Linked DNA regions of Macaca mulatta: region 1 is linked to region 2. Evidence: chromatin contacts called from public Hi-C data. All regions are on one chromosome and are shown on one strand. The core of a region is the stretch at or near the end of the contact, and the rest is flanking DNA. Distances in the headings are between cores, read along the strand shown.

Region 1 (3,195 bases), core at 260-2,759, 80 kb after region 2:
TTCTCCTGCCTCAGCCTCCCGAGTAGCTGGGACTACAGGCGCCCGCCACCTCGCCCGGCTCGTTTTTTGTATTTTTTAGTAGAGACGGGGTTTCACCGTGTTAGCCAGGATGGTCTCGATCTCCTGACCTCGTGATCCGCCCGTCTCGGCCTCCCAAAGTGCTGGGATTACAGGCTTGAGCCACCGCGCCCGGCCCGATTTTCTACATTTTCTTGAGCTGCTTTTTCTTATTTATATTTTTATTGGTATAAAGATCTTTTCTATTTGTATTTCTTGTGCCAACTGTATGTACATTCCCCCCATTCCCGTTTCCATACTGTTTTCAGGCCATTTGAAGTTCTCAAAGGTTGTAAAGTACAGATTGATGATGAAGTGGCCAAAAACGGGAAAAGTGAACTTTAAAGTGATTCAACTACAAAACGTATGCTGAGCAAATACTAGTGTATTCCTCGCTCTGCGGCTTAATTCCGTGAAAATCAGTGCAAAGGTTTTAGCGTTGGGATTGTGACCGACTCGGTGAAGAGACGGGACGATCACCAAACCGTTAGAGCACTAGGGCTCTTGGCAGGTTTTGTCAGTTATTTTCAAGTGATAACTTGAAGTGATACCGCAGGAATAAAATGCTGTATCCAGAGCTGGTCGGAACAAGCACTACCTTTAACAAAAGCTGAAAAGATCTGCTAAGAATTTGTTAGAATACAGCCCTCTTTCGTCTCTGACAATACCTAGTTACGTGAACCGAGACTGTGCAGCTGACGGTGGAAATTTCCCAAATGCTTTTTAAAAACAGAACTGGACTGCCTCCCTCCTCCATTCCCAGTCGGATACGTCCCACCCAGATCCAGTTTAAGGGTGCCGCACTTGTTCCGGCCAGCTCACAATCGCCCCTCGGAAGGGAGGTTTCCCGCCATTTCGCTCAGGAGGAGGGTGAACTCTTCTCCTTTCATTCTCCACTCGCTGGGGGCCCGAGTCCACACCACCTTCCCGGCAAAGGGAGCAGCGGGACGCCAAAGCCAGCAGGCCGCATTAAGAACCCTGGACTAAGCCAAAAACCTACACAGACCAAGTCGCTCGGAAAAGGATCAGCAACCGCCGACAACCCGGAGGGCGAAAAAGCCCGCGGCGTGGGTGAAGCAAATTGGTAGGTGCGCGGGCCCAGCGCCAGCAGCGGGAGGAGGGAGCGCGGCTGTCGCGGGCGGGAGCGAAGGCGGGGACGGAGGGCGGGCTCGCTCCACTCGACTCCGGATTGGTCGGGCTCAGAGAGCCGGGTGACGTCAGCGGGGGAGAACGCCTGATTTGTGTGGTGGGCGCGGACGGGCGGGGGAAGCACAGTGCGCAGGCGCAACTGCTTGGCTTTGCTCTCTCCGGCGCTCCGGCCCAGCTCTCGCGGACAAGTCCAGACATCGCGCGCCCCCCCTCTCCGGGACCGCCCCCTCCCCCCTCTCGGCGTCGTCGAAGATAAACAATAGTTGGCCGGCGAGCGCCTAGTGTGTCTCCCGCCGCCGGATTCGGCGGGCTGCGTGGGACCGGCGGGATCCCGGCCAGCCGGCCATGGCGGGGCTGTACTCGCTGGGAGTGAGCGTCTTCTCCGACCAGGGCGGGAGGAAGTACATGGAGGACGTTACTCAGATCGTTGTGGAGCCTGAACCGACGGCTGAAGAAAAGCCCTCGCCGCGGCGGTCGCTGTCTCAGCCGTTGTCTCTGCGGCCGTCGCCGCCCGCCCCTGCCGGCGGCGAAGTCTCGGGGAAAGGCCCAGCGGTGGCAGCCCGAGAGGCTCGCGACCCTCCCCCGGACGCCGGGGCCTCGCCTGCACCCAGCCGCTGCTGCCGCCGCCGTTCCTCCGTGGCCTTTTTCGCCGTGTGCGACGGGCACGGCGGGCGGGAGGCGGCACAGTTTGCCCGGGAGCACTTGTGGGGTTTTATCAAGAAGCAGAAGGGTTTCACCTCATCCGAGCCGGCTAAGGTTTGCGCTGCCATCCGCAAAGGCTTTCTCGCTTGTCACCTCGCCATGTGGAAGAAACTGGGTACGTTCCCTGGCTTGTTTGGCGCCCGCCGCTTTTTCAGGCAGTTCAGGGCTTTTATGGCACTAGCCCCGCGTGGGCCCCCGGCACCCAGAGCGCAACCAAAGTGTACATTGATGGAAGTTACCAAACGGTGGAATAGCGCTTTGCTGGGTGGAGGTCCGGGCAAACCAAGTGGCCTTGGGGAAGATAGGATTGCTGTCTCCCTGCAACCTCTTCTTGCTTTATTTCCATCCTCCAAGGATCAATGGGAAGCAGCCCTCTCCCTTCCCTGCTTCACTGTGGTGGCAACCAATGAAAACGTGTTTGAAACCTGGCGCCAGATTTTGGCCAAAAGATAAATCGGTGTTGCACCTGGGCCAGGCGAAGGAAAAATTGTAGTGTTTCCTTAGAGAATCTGTCATAATTCTGCTCCTGAAAGTCTTGTCCCTCTCGGTTGCCGCCTACCGGTGGTGTCAGTTCTCCAGATTGACCCGGGATTGCTGGGGCTGGTTGCTGGAGTAAAGCGTAAGCTAGTTTAGAAGGGCTGAAATGTAACCATCCGGCATCTTAAAGTTTTGGAAGGAATTCCGTTGTAATGATGGTGAGATGTTTTTAGGATTATAAACGTGTACTGCTTATGAAAAATAAAAACGCGGAACGTGTTGTTACCTCTTAAACTGGCCCCGTGTTAAGGGTGTGCCTTAAATTGTGCTTGGGCTTTCTTTTTGCAGATTGCCTTAGCTGATTGCTTTCAGGTAGTTTTCAACAGTGCCTAGTTTAAATAGTACTTACAAATTGTAAATGCCCATCAAAATAGGAAAAGGCAAGGAATTACTGTGTGCTAGAAGGAAATAAAGGTCTTAAATGTCTAAAAATTTCGGTGGAGCTGTAGTTTCATCTAAGTTTTAAATGTTTGTAAAGCAGGCAGGATTTCTGTGCCCGACATATACAGAATAATCTTACAGGATTATAATTGCTTATCTGTTGCAGTGAATAAATGGCATGCATCTTTGTTAGAGCAAAGAAGACAATACTCTCCAGTGGTGGGGGAAAAAACCTTGTTTATGGCAGCATAATAAAGTTGCTTTATTTTCAGCAGAGGGATAGAGACATAGAGGAAAGAGTTAGATTTAGCAAATACAGAACATTTTTAGAAAGGTATTGTCATAGAGTTGTAGATTTAGCCGGTTACA
Region 2 (3,361 bases), core at 405-2,904:
ACGTATCAAAGGGATTAGGATAAAGGGAGCTTTTTCTCTAAATCCAAAATAATAATATGCATGACCTAAATGAATCTTCTCCAAATATTTAGGGGGGAAACCCCACTTTAATTGTTAGAACTGGTGCAAAGCAGCTGGATTTAATAGAAAGCAGTCCATCAACTGCTAATTCTGGAAAAAAAAAAAAAAACTTTCTAGGGGTGGAGAAAGCAGGCAATCTTCCCCATAAAACAATTGCCATAAAACACCGTACATACATAAGAACATACACATTTGTTAAAACGTCAGTTTACACTGTTCCAGCCAACTTACAGATCAAGAGGAAGTATTTAAGGTCAAAAAAATAAATTACATTCTACTTAGGAGTTATCGACGCAGATTCAAGACAAGGAGGGCTGAATAATAAATCCAGTGTTCACATTCAAATGTGGGGGAAAGAAAAAGGCAGGCTCTGAGTCCATAAAGTTCTCCACACTCTCAAAACACAACTAAGGACACTTACCCTTGAAACTCCTTGGAGAGTAGCTTGGGAGACTTTCTGTTCAGATTTTTGAGGGGGAGCGATTTAAGAATGCTGCAAGATTGCAACTTTCAAACACAGGAACACAATCTAAAGTATTTTTTTCTTTCAGTAAAGATCTCTCCCTGTCCTCTTCAAACAGTTGATCAGCACTCCCATTTTCACAAAATCCCTAATTCAACTTCAAGTACAGACCCCCTCCTCTCCCACAAAAAAACAAAGCTTTAAAGAACATGCAAATAAAACACACAGATCATTTCCAATAATCCCTAACTCCTTCCCAATTGGGAAAGGAGAAACGAAGGAACACGAAGCAAAAACACCAAAACACTCGGGTAAGGAAGGCGGCGAGATGAGAAAGTAGGAAGGGGTAGGGGGAGGAGCACGGAAAAAAGTCCAGCTGATGCTGACACTTGATGGAGAGGGTGGAAAATATCTTGAAGATACCGGCTAGAAGGAAAGGACTAGATGGGACAGGGGCGCGACAGAGGAAGTCCACGCAAAAGGCCTACCCAAGAGGGCCACTGTGTAGAAGGGAACACCAAAAGGGAACAAGACTCCTCAGGAAGATTTCAATGCCCCAAAGCTTAAGAGACGGCATGGGCAGATAGGGTGCTTCTCCATTGGCAACGCGGACACCACACCAGACGTTTCGGGAGGCAAGCCTGCTGCGAGGGGTGAGGGGTTAACTGCGGGGGTTCGCAGACGTGGAAGGGGGTGCGGCCCCCGGGGTTGCTGGAGGAGAGCAGAGAGGAGGCCCACGGCGCATACCTTGTAGTAAACATCAAACTGGATGTTCTCGGGCAAGGAGCGGATGTCTCGGCGGGAGCGGATGTAGTTGTCCACGACAGCGGAGATGGCGGTGTTATAGAGAGTCTCTGGGATCCACTCTAGTTCCACGGCCGCCATCTTCCTTCCCTCCTCCTCCGCCTCCTCCGCCTCCTCCTCCCGAAGGCCCGCACCTCCCTCCGTAGCGAACCCCTCTGCGGCCCCGGAGGATTCGGAGGGGCGGTGGCAGCCACGCGGGCGCACGGCAGGAGGCACGGCCGCCCTGCCTTCTCCGAGGGCAAACTGAGGGACGGCGGCAGCGGACGCAGGCCCGAGTAAAAAGTGGGACACAAAACAGGGGCCAGCCAGGCCAAAGCCTCACATTCCGGGTTTGAGAGGAACCCGGGTTCCGTCCCAGCGCCGATCTCTGCAGGGGCGGGGCTGCGTGTGCGGCGTCATGACGTAAAAGCACGCCGACGCGCCGGAGGGGAGGAATGCGGCAGGCGGAAAACTTAGGAAGAGCTGGATTCCTCCCACGGAGAGCGTGCTTTCCAAGCGGCCCCGGAGTGGAGTGGAGTGGAGTGGATAGGGGTAGACTTTTCACACGGGGACAAATTATTACAGGATATCTGCACCCCCCATTCCGAGTCACTCGGGCGCATCGGTTACTTCAGCAGGTTCTCTGCATCACGGACCCTTTTAAGGCTCAGGTAAAAGTTTGGATCCTCTCCCCACAAACGAGCAAAATTATCTGCACATTGAAAATTATGCATTGAGAAAATTCACATTACTGTAAAAATCCTTAGACTGCAGTTCCTAACCCAAGTTAAGAACCCGCGGTCCAGGAACTAGGGGTAACGATAGAAGAGACTTGTTTTTCTTTGTATAACCGTTTGCATGCACCGTTTTAACTTTTTGACCATGTTTCTTTATCCAAATAAAATTTCCGAAAAAAGAAAACTCCTGCCCTAGAACTTAGTAGGAAAACTAGCTTGATTATGGAATTACAAATAATAGTAAGAGAAAAAAGGCTAAGTGGTGGCCGTGATAGGACTTAATGGTGTTTCAATTCCCTTACAGTGGTGGCTTCAAGGGATTGTTGAATAATTGGGAGTACTTGTATCAACTTCTTTCCTTCCTCAGCCTGAACATCTGCTGTTTATGTAACTTAATTTCCTAAGTCTGCGATTTCAAGAATTTGATGCAACATCTTTCTGTTCTAGGAATTTAACATGGAAATTATTGGCCATAATGGTTGGTGACACTATCAAACTCATAGTCACTGTATAACGATGTGAGTCCTGAAAACAGCAATAATAAAAATGTCCTGGTGGATATTTAGAGCTAAAAGAAGTGGAAAGAGTTCTTTCAGTTTACCCTTCACCTGCTACTTCGGGGTTAAGTGATTAAATAATTCCACAAAAAAAATAAACAAACACTCTTAATCTTTTTCAGTCTATATAAATTCTTGTTCTATAATCTATGAACCTAGTAAAGCTGTGGATGGCCTCAAGATCAGATTGGCAGATTTAGCAAGTAAAAAAATACAAATGCCCAGTCACATCTTAATGTCATATAACCAACAAATGGTTTTGAAATGTAAGTATGTTCCATGCAATAGTTTTGCTCATGCCTTCGGAGTCACTCAAGTGTATTAGTTCATTCAGCAAATCCTTCATCACTAAGTAGACACTAGTGCTTTTGAAGCTCAGGATCCCTGCCCCACATAAAAGAATAATTATCTATTATCTCTGCAAATATTGCAGGGAACATATTTATACTAAAAACTTATTTGTAACCAGCCTGGGCAACATAGCAAGCCCCCCATCTCTACAAAAAAATTTAAAAATAGCCACGTGTGGTGGTGTGCACCTGTAGTCCTAGCTACTCAGGAGGCTGAGACAGGAGGATTACTTGAGCCCAGGATGTTGAGGCTGCAGTGAGCCACCCTGTCTCAAAAAACAACAACAACAAAAAACTTTGTTGTTCATCTGAAATTCACATTTAGCTGAACATCTGTATTTTATCTAGCAATCCTACCTGAAGGGATCCATGAATCCCCTGAAATTGAAT

The links. Hi-C and Micro-C count contacts between places; a contact is called where the count stands out from the background.
Region 1: a contact with region 2 is called in a Hi-C map of fetal cortex germinal zone, with 1.9 times the contacts expected there. The contact joins the promoter of PPM1D here to the promoter of APPBP2 in region 2. A contact is called at or near these places in 2 of 14 Hi-C or Micro-C datasets (cortical neurons and fetal cortex germinal zone).

What each region holds. Positions count from the first base shown.
Region 1 is chr16:48,332,671-48,335,865 of T2T-MMU8v2.0, forward strand. It overlaps PPM1D (protein phosphatase, Mg2+/Mn2+ dependent 1D), which reads left to right and starts at 1,510. Exons shown (of 6, transcript NM_001260836.2): 1 at 1,510-2,023. The coding sequence starts at 1,552.
Region 2 is chr16:48,252,706-48,256,066 of T2T-MMU8v2.0, forward strand. It overlaps APPBP2 (amyloid beta precursor protein binding protein 2), which reads right to left and starts at 1,655. Exons shown (of 13, transcript NM_001261507.1): 1 at 1,292-1,655. The coding sequence starts at 1,429. LOC144335461 (a long non-coding RNA gene) reads left to right here. Exons shown (of 2, transcript XR_013406343.1): 2 at 1-1,681. It overlaps LOC144335477 (a long non-coding RNA gene), which reads left to right and starts at 1,861. Exons shown (of 2, transcript XR_013406359.1): 1 at 1,861-1,998; 2 at 2,512-2,638.